Regions from separate parts of the Mus musculus genome. Here region 2 is linked to region 1. Evidence: chromatin contacts called from public promoter capture Hi-C data. All regions are on one chromosome and are shown on one strand. Each heading gives the region's core, a stretch centred on a gene start, on an enhancer-like site or on the middle of the called end of the contact. The rest is flanking DNA. Distances are from core to core; before and after follow the strand shown.

Evidence for each region. Promoter capture Hi-C pulls out the DNA fragments that hold promoters and counts their contacts.
Region 2: a contact with region 1 is called in a promoter capture Hi-C map of liver. The contact joins the enhancer-like site here to the promoter of Ssbp3 in region 1. A contact is called at or near these places in 21 of 39 promoter capture datasets (the 3T3-L1 cell line, 3T3-L1-derived adipocytes, the HPC-7 cell line and 11 more), 7 of 484 Hi-C or Micro-C datasets (cerebral cortex, embryonic stem cells, muscle stem cells and 4 more), 19 of 115 datasets of contacts at active chromatin or transcription factors (the HPC-7 cell line, the SCID.adh cell line, T-cell acute lymphoblastic leukemia and 15 more) and 5 of 9 other capture datasets (adipose tissue, embryonic tail, embryonic trunk and 2 more).

What each region holds. Positions count from the first base shown.
Region 1 is chr4:106,909,722-106,915,372 of GRCm38.p6, reverse strand. It overlaps Ssbp3 (single-stranded DNA binding protein 3), which reads right to left and starts at 3,903. Exons shown (of 18, transcript NM_023672.2): 1 at 3,461-3,903; 2 at 2,398-2,470; 3 at 2,107-2,168. The coding sequence starts at 3,516.
Region 2 is chr4:107,017,875-107,023,099 of GRCm38.p6, reverse strand. The region is part of intron 5 of Ssbp3 (single-stranded DNA binding protein 3); the gene reads right to left. It overlaps Gm12786 (a long non-coding RNA gene), which reads left to right. Exons shown (of 3, transcript XR_003955090.1): 1 at 1-629; 2 at 894-992; 3 at 3,786-4,233. Among named protein-coding and RNA genes, the nearest start is that of Gm12786, 6.7 kb to the left of the region's middle. Within about 2 kb of position 2,284, at least 43 of the 459 cell types and tissues checked have an H3K27ac peak or open chromatin away from gene starts, as enhancers often do. A contact at or near this core is called in cerebral cortex, forebrain, liver and 4 more, where this site is marked.

The sequences.
Region 1 (5,651 bases), core at 2,654-5,153:
TCAGCACGGCCCGCCCCTGGTTTGTCCACAGAGGGACTTGGATGACATTCTGCCCATCTCGGGGCTCTGTCCCTCTCACCACCCCAAACCAAAATGGCTGCAGCGTAATGTAAAAAGGTTACATTGTCAAAAGTCAGAACACGACCATGATTCATCTGCAGCGCAATCTGGGTGACTCCAGTAATGAAGGAGGCCTTATGGGTTCTTAATCCTTTAGCCTGCATCCCCACCTGTCTATGAGGCAAAAAGAAGGAGCTGTGACAACCAAGAACCTTACCCCTGTCACTAAGCAAAAGGGCCTCCTCAGACAGCACCCATCCAGTACAGAGAAAGTGGGCAGGGTGAGCGCAGCCCAGGGCACAGCACTCAAGACCCTCTGTAATTCTCTGTGATCACTCCAACACTCCACAGTCACAAGAACAGAACAAGTGCCGTCTCCACTATGAGAGTGCTACACAAACACAGGACCTTAGAAACGCCCTATACCAGAACCAAGGCCTAGCCAAACCCAGCTTGAAGGGCACAGTGAACACTGAAACTGAGGTCTAATCTGACTTGTGGTCCAATGCCGCTGGCCCCATCACAGCAAGCTCCACTGTCATTAGAAAGCACCCCCTTCAAGGAGTGCCTAGAACAAAAACCCATCCTCAGCACCCACCCACCCCCAAAAACAGCCGCAGAGTAAACATCCTAACAAGCCAGAGACCACAACCCCTGACAGCCACAACAACCCCTGACAGCCACCACAACCCCTAACAGCCACCACAACCTGAGCCTGTACAGCCAACCTTCCACTCCTGGAACAAGGATTGAAAAGCCACAGGACTTGACTCCAGGAGCCACAGGACAACCAGGTCTCTGCACAACTGCAGATGGAGGCAGGGACTACTCTCCTCCTCCAAAACTGCTTCCTGGAAAGCCCACACTGCAAAGACTTCAAGACACCCTCATTCCCAGCACCCTCAAAATAACGTCTACCCACAAGCCCAAGTTTCTTTAAGACCCACAGCACTCAGATCCATCAATCCCATCAACACGCTCGCTCACCTCTAACAGCCAACCTATCACCCACTCCCGCAGGTGGAATCCTTGCGCCACACCACCCGCCTCCTCCGACCAGGCAGTTGGGTGGTTGGCAAAGGCCATTAAAAACTCATTTTGTCTGCACAAGTTAGAACAGACACTTCATCCTCCCGATGTTCAAAGAGCCTTGAAACAGTACCCTGAGCTGGCAGTCAGGTAGTGCTAACATCCCAACGACACTACACTTGACTCAACTCCACCAACATATCAAAAGCCACCCCTCCTCCTTTCTCCTTTTCAAAAGGATGTGAAAGAGTCCACCTATCAGCCCCACAAGACATCCAGGTCACACACTCAAGACAACTAGCTTAAGGCTCTGACCCTGAGCTTCCCTCCTGCCTGCAAAAAAGACCACAGGCTGCTCAGGCCTGGAGAGAGGGTCAAAGATAAGGAGAGCCGGTCCTGAACAAGCTACAGGCATCCTGCCAGGCCACCTCTGGCTGGTTAAGGTTCTCAGTAAAATAAGGCTTTGTGGTTGCAGGGATGCTGGGGGGGTGGGGAGACGGAGAAAAGGAAGGTCCAGTCAGTCTGAATCAGTGTCTCTACAGGAAGTGCGGCCCTTCTTGCTTTTCTCATGGTCCCTGGAAAAGGCCCAGTGGAGACCTCTTAAGGTTTGGCGTTTCTGGACGCAAACATAAGGGACAGGCCAGTTGCAGAACGGACCTGGTGTCCCCTCCACCCGCCCTGCCCCCACTCCTCTAATTAAAGCAGCATGCAGGATTGACAAAAAAAAACCCTTCCAGCTCTTTCTAAGCCCCCTGCTTGGTGCCCCAGAGTGAGATGGAAAAGCATAACAAAATTCAGTCAGTCCCCACAGGCGGAGAAATGCCAGCAAAAACTTGAGGCAGCACGCAGCCTCTTCTGCCCACTCTCCCTTGCCAAGCCTGGTCAGATCACCCAGGGGTGCTTGTCCGTAGGAGGCAGAGGCTAAAGGTAGAGGGCCTGCTCTGGACCCCCGTCTTTGTTCACTTGGACCCGGACCTCAAAACAAAACACACACACAAAACTATCACACAAACTTACCACCACCACGAGTGCAGGAACCCAGGCGGTTCACCCAGTGTGATGTTTTTTTCCCATCGAATCTAGAAAAGAGGGAGCGGAGGCAGCTTAGAGGGGCAGAAAGGAGGGGGACGCAGGGCCTTCCCCAGCCAAAAGGCTGTGAAGACCAACTAACAATAAATGCCAAAAGGTGATAAAAATTCAAAATGGTGGCCACAGTGGCTGCTCCTGAAAACAAAGGCTCTAAGAATAGTGGGGAGGAGGGGGTGTCAAGAAACTGGATGCTAGGGAAAGAGAAGGAGTCCCACTCACCTCTGATAAGAAGGTCTGTGCAGATTTCTGTGCTCCTACGTGCAGTAAATATTCGTAGACGTATAAAGCTAACCTGGAAAGTGAGGAGTGAGAGGAGAGAGAGAGAGAGAGAGAGAGAGAGAGAGAGAGAGAGAGAGAGAGAGAGGTCAGATCACATTAAGGCTCGCTCTGGACCCTGCCAGTGACTGTGAGCCCGGTCTGTGCCATCCCATTGTGGCCACGACAAGAGGTGAGTACCTATCACCCCAGACAGAACAGCTAGTGGGTGGGTACCACAGACAAGCTGCACCAAGCCGCGGGAGCCGGAGACCGGTCCCCAAACTTGAACTTCCAAGTGGCACTGGGACTAAACCCACCTAGGTCTCGCAAACTCGCAAGCCCCTTACAAGAGCCCTGCCTGAGCCACCCTCCTTTTCCCAGCCCACTTCAGCTCCCTGCTTTAGCCCAGCTTTGGGGTCCGAACGGACTCGGTCCCAGTCCGGGTACTTGGCGCGCTCTGGAGAGGGCAGCAAAGCGCCGCCCTCAGCATCTCCCCCTCAAACAACTGTCCCCCAAGCCTGGGGCCGGGCCGGCGCCGCCAGCCCAGCCCAGCCCAGCCCGGACGCCCCGGAGCGCACCGGGCTGACGGGGAGGCCGCTGGCTGGGTAGGGAGAGCGCTCCCGGGCGAACAAAGCCCCCGGCACGCACTCCTCACGCCGCGGGCGGACAAAAGGAGCCTTCGGGGCTGCAGAAAGCCACGCGCCCCCTGCCCGCACTCGGTGGGCAAAGTAAGGGCCCCGCGCCCAGCGGGCCGAGCGCACCGGCTCCGAGTGGGACCTCGCCCACCCTCGTCGCGGACCCCCGCGCCCGCTCTGCCCCGCGCCTACCAACTACCCTCGCCCACCGCTGCCCTGCCGCCCCTTCAGGGTGCCCCAGCCTCCGCCGGCGCCCAACAATGGGCTCTCCACGCCACCGCCGCCGCCGCGGGGCAGAGACCCGGGCCCCAGGGGCACCAGGCGGCGCGACCCCCGCGCCCACCTGCCTCCCGCCACCCGCGGCGCGGCCCCACTCGCGAGAGGCTTACTTTTCCCGAGCCTGCCCGTCCGAGGGCACCGCCGAGCCTTTGCCTTTGGCAAACATGGCTTGCAGAGAAGAGGGCGCCGAGCCCGCCGCCGCCGCCGCCGCTACCGTCCGGTCTCCCGAGCTGCCCTGCTCCCGGCCCCCTCCCGGCGCTCGCCCGCTCGCTCGCACTCCGCTCGCCGCGCTCCCTCCCTCCCAGGCGCAGGCTCCGCGCTCTTTCCAGCTGTCAAAGCGTCAGCCCCGGCCGCGGCCCCATCGCCCTGGAACTCCTCCCGCGCCGGCTCGGCCTGAGCTGCGCCGCCGCCCGCCCGAAGCCTGCAGCTCGCTTGCTCGCGGCCCGCGCGCCCGCCGCCCGGCTCCGCCTGCGCCGCCCTCTGCGCCTTCAGCACCGCTGCCGCTGCCGCCGCCGCCGCCGCTGGTCTACTTGGAGCTCAACCGAACGTGGCTGCCCCGGCAGGAGCGCGGCGGGCGTCCACGCCCCGCGACGGACGGCCGCGGCGGCCAATCGGCGCGCGGGGGCGGGCCTGGAGGCCGAGAGGGACGCCTGTCAGCACGGCCGCGCCAGTCCCGCTGCGCCTCCTCCGCGAGCCGCTGCCCGCTCGTGCCCCGGCCGGGGGAGCGGGGGGCGAGCCTTGGCGTTGGGGTGGGGCGGTGACTCGAGGGGCTCGGGCGTGGACTGGAGCACCCGGCCGGCGCGGCGGGGACTGGGCGCTGCGACAGCAGGCGCGGACCCCGGCTGGCCCGGCGCGCCCCTTTCCGCGTCGGCCTAGCCCCCAGCGCCCCCGCCTCCCCGTGCTGAGCGTACCCTCAGCGGGCCAGGACCCCGGCCGGCCCTGCTCCCCTCTCCGCCCCACCCCGGGCTGCCTGTGCCCAGCCCTGCCTCCCGAGCCCCGGCCAGGGCTGCACGCGGAGCTGGGCGGCCGAAGCTGGCGCCAAAGCGCGCGGCTGCTTCTTTACTAGATCGTTAAAATACTTTGGGAAACCCCAAAGTGGAGCCGCGCGAAAATGGCCCTTGGCGTGCTCCAGGCAAGCTGTAGGAGGGAAAAGAGGTCTTGGACTAGAGGGAAAGAGAGTTGATTTCTCTCAAATTTCTGAGGTTTGCTAGCCCTGGCAAGTTAGCCTCTCGCCTTTCCACGGGAAAGGGTTCCGTTTGGATGAGGGACGTCACCTGGACGCCTCGCGACTCGGAATGCGCGCCGCAGAAATCTCAAACTTCAAATAAATGGAGCTAAATTGGAGAGTAGGGGACCAGAGTCGGGCGTGGGGGGAGGGGAAGCTTCCATTGTCAATGACCCAGGTGTACAATGGGAAATGGGGGGTTGGCAGAGTGACCAAGCTTTTTGCTCACGACTCCTTTCTGTCCACTCGAGGAACCCAAAAACCTGCAGTGTATTCTCATTGGAGTCTCCAAATCAAAAACTGGTGAGATAAGGGATGGCTCCCCATTTTCATACTGTTTTTAGAGCGCGGTTCTCTTTAAATGTGATAAAACATTGTCGGCACTGTCTCTTTAAAAGAGTCAAGCAGAAAAGCTGTGTAAGCGCTGATTGGCTGCCTGTTTGGATACATCTTTAGGGGAGCCTTGAAACTGTTAGCCTAGGTTGATTTTTTTTTTTTTTAACTGCGCTGTTCCAATAAACAAGTAACGCCCCTCCCCCTAACATGCCTCACACCAAACAATTAAAGGATAGGTCAGTGTCCTGGGGAAAACACGTTTTAAGTAGGAAAACTCAGAACTAGATTTCAACAAAATAAACAATAATTCCCTACCATTAAAGTTTGCTTTTTTTGCCCTGCCGAAGAGAGAAAAGGGGTTTTTAAAAGAAATGCCCCACGGCAAACGGATCTGCACTGGTTCAGGAAGGAGACTCCGGGTGCATTTTTGGAATAATGTTCTACACTTGTAACAGCCTCCCTAAATTAGAATACAGCCAAGCACCGTGGACCCCTCTGGACTCTGCTCTCTGCTAGAAACCAGAGCTCAGACAGAAGAAGGGCAGAAAAGAGAAACACTGAGACCTAGTTTGGGGATGCCAATGCCAGCCCCTAGTTTAAAGGTTGTCTTGTCAAGAAAGGGAGAAGCGTGGAGGTTGGGAGTTGAAATACAATGGTAGGAGAGAAAAGGAAATAATTACAGTTATTTTTCCCCCTAGGCAGTTTAATTTAATAGGGCCAACTTAAGGTACCTTTAGAGC
Region 2 (5,225 bases), core at 1,035-3,534, 110 kb before region 1:
GCTCTGTTACTGGTGTGATCGAGGCAAGTGTTTGGCCATTTCACAGACCCCACAGTCTGGACGCTGATGGTTTAGCACAAAAGCTTTGATGGGGCATCGGCATGGCAGGAAGCAGCACTCCTGCGGCTCACAGATCGGAGGTCTGCACAGAGATGCGGTTCACGACTGCCAGCGGGAGCCCCTCCCGCCACACTCGGGCTAGCCCTGTTCTGAAGCTCTTGAGAGGCGCACTAGGGCATGATGGGGAAATCCTTCATCTAAGAAAAATGGAACCATCTATACAGACACTGCAGTAGTGTGGCCAAGCTCACAACGGGCCTCTTGGGCATCTGGCAGAGAAATTGGCAGTTTGGCTTGCTGGTTCTGGCCCAGGCCAGGGTGTCCTGTCATTGAATACCCACAGACTGAAGAAAGTTACATAGCGTCCTGTAAGGCCCCACTATTATCCTGCCTGTCAGGTAGTGGTGTATGCAGAACTCTGGGATGACAATTATTCCTGTTTTCCTCATTAGGACATCCAAGGCTGGACCAGTGCAGTGAGGTCTGGGCATGTGACAGCTACATCAAGGGACCTCATGACGCACTGGGTGGTACCCCTAATGCTTTGGGCTTGAGGAACTATATGGCATGTAAGTTGGTATTCTAGATGACTCTGGGGTAAAGGATGATAGCTCTGTAATATAAAAGACTAAAGGAAAATAAGCATATGCTATTTTTTAAAGGAGAAATAGAGATAAATTATGTGCTCCTTTCTTAAATGGCCCCTACACCCACCACTCCTTGGAAGAAGCAGGCAGAAGCTTAAGGCTGTGGAACCAGGGTTAGAGTCACACCCCTGTTGCCCACAGCCTCGGTTTGACTGCTAAGTTCTTTGCTCTTTACTCTGTCCCCAGGACTCAGACAGTGCTTTGGAATGACAGTGTCATTATCATCTAAGGAAAATCTGACTTTTATCCTTAGAGAAAGAGGACCTGAAGACATTGTTTTAAGAGGTAAAGAAAGCGTCATGACACTTCCACCCCTTCTCGACTCTGTGGGCACTGGGCTCTATCAGACTAGAGTAGGAAGGCCTTGCGGTACTGGTGGCCCTGCCTGCTGGACATATTGCTATAGATGAGGCAGTATAAAATTATGATGATAATACACACAGCAAAAGCACTTCACAGACGATCCACTTTATTTTTTGGATATAACTTGTGGGTAGGAAAGGCTGTACCCTACTCTGTACAGAGGAGAGAGGTGTGCCCATGACCATATATTCCTTGCATCTGGGGTGGGGACGTCACTAGTTGAGAGTGAGAGGAAATGCACTGTGAGTATTTTCACTCTGGGGAAACACCAGAAAGGACCAGCAGAGGGGCACCGCCTTTTATGTGAGCTAAGTAAAGCCAGCATTACAGCCTTGTTCCCTGTCCATCTCTTCATGATGTCAGCACAGCACTGGGTAAAAGAAGTGAGAGCTCACAGTGAGTGAGGCTCACATGGACCTGGTTGGATGCACAGGGACACCCAAGGAAAGATTTCTCCACACGTGCCCCATGAGTCAGTACATGATAATCCTGCTGCTGCTGCTCTGCTTCTTTGTTTTGTGAGAAACAAAGCTTCTCTGTGTAGCCATGGCTGTCCTGGATCTGTAGACCAGGCTGGCTTAAACTCAGATCTGCCTGCTTCTGCCTCCTGAGTACTGGGAAGTAAAGGGATGCTTACTGCTTTTAGGCAGAGAAAGTGTCCAGGCACTCCATAGCCATGACGGCTCATGCTCAGACTCAGCCCTCCGCTGTTTTATGCAGACTTCAGATGGAGGCTGAGGTGAATGGCAGCATAGGACCCCAAGGGTACAGCTACGAGGTCAGACTACAGTAAGCTCAGGGGAAATCCAACCTGCCAGCTCTTTATAAGGTTTTCCTGGGACACAGCCACGCACATCTGTACTCTCTGCACAGCTACCTTTGTGCGGCAATGGGAGAGCTGAGGAGTCGCAGGGCCTTGGACATTTGCTAGCCTGCCAATCGCAAGAATGCTCGATAGATCCCCTGAATGAGATGATAGCTTTCAAGGCTGATGAGGGAAAACTAGAGCCTTTATTAGTTTGTAAGGAAAAATACAATACTATGCACACTTTCTGATTTTAAACTCAGACCTTCCCTAAAAGACAAAGGCAATAAAAGCCAACTATTTGCAAAGAAGAAAATGGAGTCGAGCCTGATGACACACACACTTGAGAAGTATAAAGGCTGGAGGACCTAGGGTTCAAAGGTAGCCTTAGCTACACAGTGAGTTTGCAATGGGGGAGGGCATGACAAACCAGTGACCTTAAGGCAGAGAACCAAGGTTTATCCCATGGGAAATAGCCAGAGTGAATGCAAGTCAGAGGCTGGCAAACATGCTCTCTCTCTACTGGCCTAGTTTGCTTGTCTTTTGGTCCTGAATAAACCACAGTTCACTACCACAGCATAAAAGATTAGGGGCTGGTAAGATAGCTCCCTGGTAAAGATACATGGCTGCAAAGCTGAACAACTGAGGCTTGATCCTTGGACTATGTGGAAGAAAGAAACTGATTCAGAAGCTGACCTTGACCTCCACACATGCGTCCCCCACCCCACCCCCAGTCCTCCCTTGACCTTGATTACTTCATCCCTGGTACAGTGCTGGGTTCCTCTTGTCTGGGACATGAGCATTTGCAATCTTTCAGCGGGTTCAGACTGCTCGGCCCCTTTTCTAAGGACTGAGGTTCGAGGAGGAGTCTCTGGGTTCATCAGGTCTAATCTTAAATGCATGGGGGATGGTTGGGATGGGGCAAAGAGGAGAGGTGATTTGGGAGCCACTGAAACCTTGGGATCTCCCTGCTAGACACCGGGTGTCTGTTATCTGCTTAACTGGCCACCTTTTTGTAGGGACAAAGAAAAAATATCCAGTATTTAGACTAATGGTCAGGGCTCACAGCATACTACAGTCAGTGCATTTGAGGGTACCAGCCGCTGTACCAAGCGTCACAAACAGGCAGCACCCTGCCTTTCCCTCAGGAGTTGAAGCCTGGTGGGAGACTGAAGTGTAACTATGACCACAGCAGCTTCAGAGACAGAAACTAAATGCAGGAAGTATTTAGGCAGCAGTGGCCATGATAGAATCATAGGTGGCAGGGCCTGGTGGGTGTAGATGTGCCCTGGACGAAGAAAGGTAGACAATGTGGGCACAGAGGATGGAGTTAGGCAGCCCTAGTTCAGGAAAAGGTGTGCTTACAGAAAGATAGGGACCTGGACCTGGGACAGGACTTTAACCTGGGGGAGCTCCTGGAAGGGAGTCACCATTAGACTGGGTTATCCGTGGATCACACATCCATTTCTTCCCGAGCTGTTTCTCTACTTCTTTCTCACATCAGAAATCAGGGCTTGTGGCCATGGGGACCCCCCCCCCCCACAGCCCCAAGAGAGCTAACAGCTGTCCAGGGTGCTAATTCCCACCTTGTATCATGGGGATGGAGGAAAGTCATTATCTTCTCTCTATGAGCAGGCTCTGTGACCTTGCTGGAATCTGCCACAGCACTGGCTGGGTCAAGGTTCCCACAGTCTCCTCCCTGAGGGTTCCTAGCAGGGTCCTGATGGCAGATGTGCTCTCTGACTTCAATTCAGGGCAACATAACATGTTTTGGGAATATGTGGGCATTAGAAATGGACCTTGATAGCAATCATATCAGTTCCTCAGGACACAGGGAGAATATTCCTGCTTTGCCACAGCATTCTGCTTCCCACCCCCTAAAAACTGTCATTTACTCTGAAATTGGACAGTGTTTCTGATGCAGCTGGCTCCTGCCGGCCTCCGCCCCGCCTGCCGGCTCTGCTCTGCTGTTAATCACAACAGCACCATGAAAGTGAGGCGCATGCTAAGGAGGCTGGCCTCATCTACCCAGAGACTCCTGCTCTGCTGGACGGCCTCCAGACACTTGTGCACACAGCTCTGCCAACAGACAATCCACGACTTCACAGCCACCAGCAAGCAGGTAACTGAGCCCTGGAAGCCACACATCCAAAATGCCCAGAATTCCACCTCCAACACCCACCAAACAGCAGACTCCAGAAGAGATCAGGAGGCTGCTGGTTTCATTTTGCTCCATCAGTGTGGTTTCTCAAACCTCTCCCTCCCTGACATGCCTAAATGCCCTGGGACTCTCTTCTCTTCTCAGTTAAGGTGAAACAACAGGCATGGGCCTGGTAGATACCAGAGTTCTGGAAACATGCAGGTTTGAGGCCTTTGGTCCACTGCCACATGGGCTCAGACATGATTGTTGGAGAACTCTGGCAGAGGGAGGGACTCTGGGGGATGAAAGAAGCCAGAGTTATGGCAGGGGCCTGGCCTGTGCCTGTGAAGATCTTAACATGCCTGTAAGACAATCACAAGTCTGTGGTGCCAAGAGTCAAGTACTCAGGTCAGTGCCAGCAGCCAGCTAGCACCGTTAGGCAGCTGCTAATATGTGAAGCTGTCACTCACGGTCCTGTCCACCTCCTAGAGTTCTTTAGGAACACCCTATCTTTTCCTTATTACTCACTCAAGAATCCCACTTGATACAAGGTCCTTCAACGGCAGAACAGGTAAACCTGGAATACGATTTCCTCTTGTGCCTCCCACGTCCACCTCCTCTAATGTCACTGGGACCAGGACTTAGAAAACAAGGCCACTTTTCCAGATCAGATCCAGACTATTCCGACAACTTCAGAGCTATTGGGATTAGTTAAAGCCACCTTCAGGAAGAGGGACTGGGTTAGACCCATGTGTTGGGTTTGTCCATTTTGACCTTGGAACAAAGATAATGGCCAGACTCTGTCAAAGGCTTCTTGAATACTGACCTAAGACCCTTCACTCCTAGGAGAGAACTCGGCAGTTGGGAGAAGAATACATACAGACTGATGGACGAACAGAGACCAGACCCGAGAGCAACAGATCTGATCCTTGCCCTAGGGACCAAGAACTGTTCTATCAATGGAGTGAGGATGATGGGGACAGACCAGACAGGGCTCCAGATGCTATACTGAGAAACTGGAGTTTTATAATTAAGAGCTGTGGGAGAGCACTTGACATGGAGGTCCAGGATGGCACCTGACAAGTGTGGCCACTACAGCCAGGCTGAAGCAGCAACTGTGTCTGTGCCAAATGAATAAATGATTGACTGCTGGCCTTGGGAAGGAGTCCTATACAATTTCAAACCATTCTTATGCTCCCTGGTTCAATTC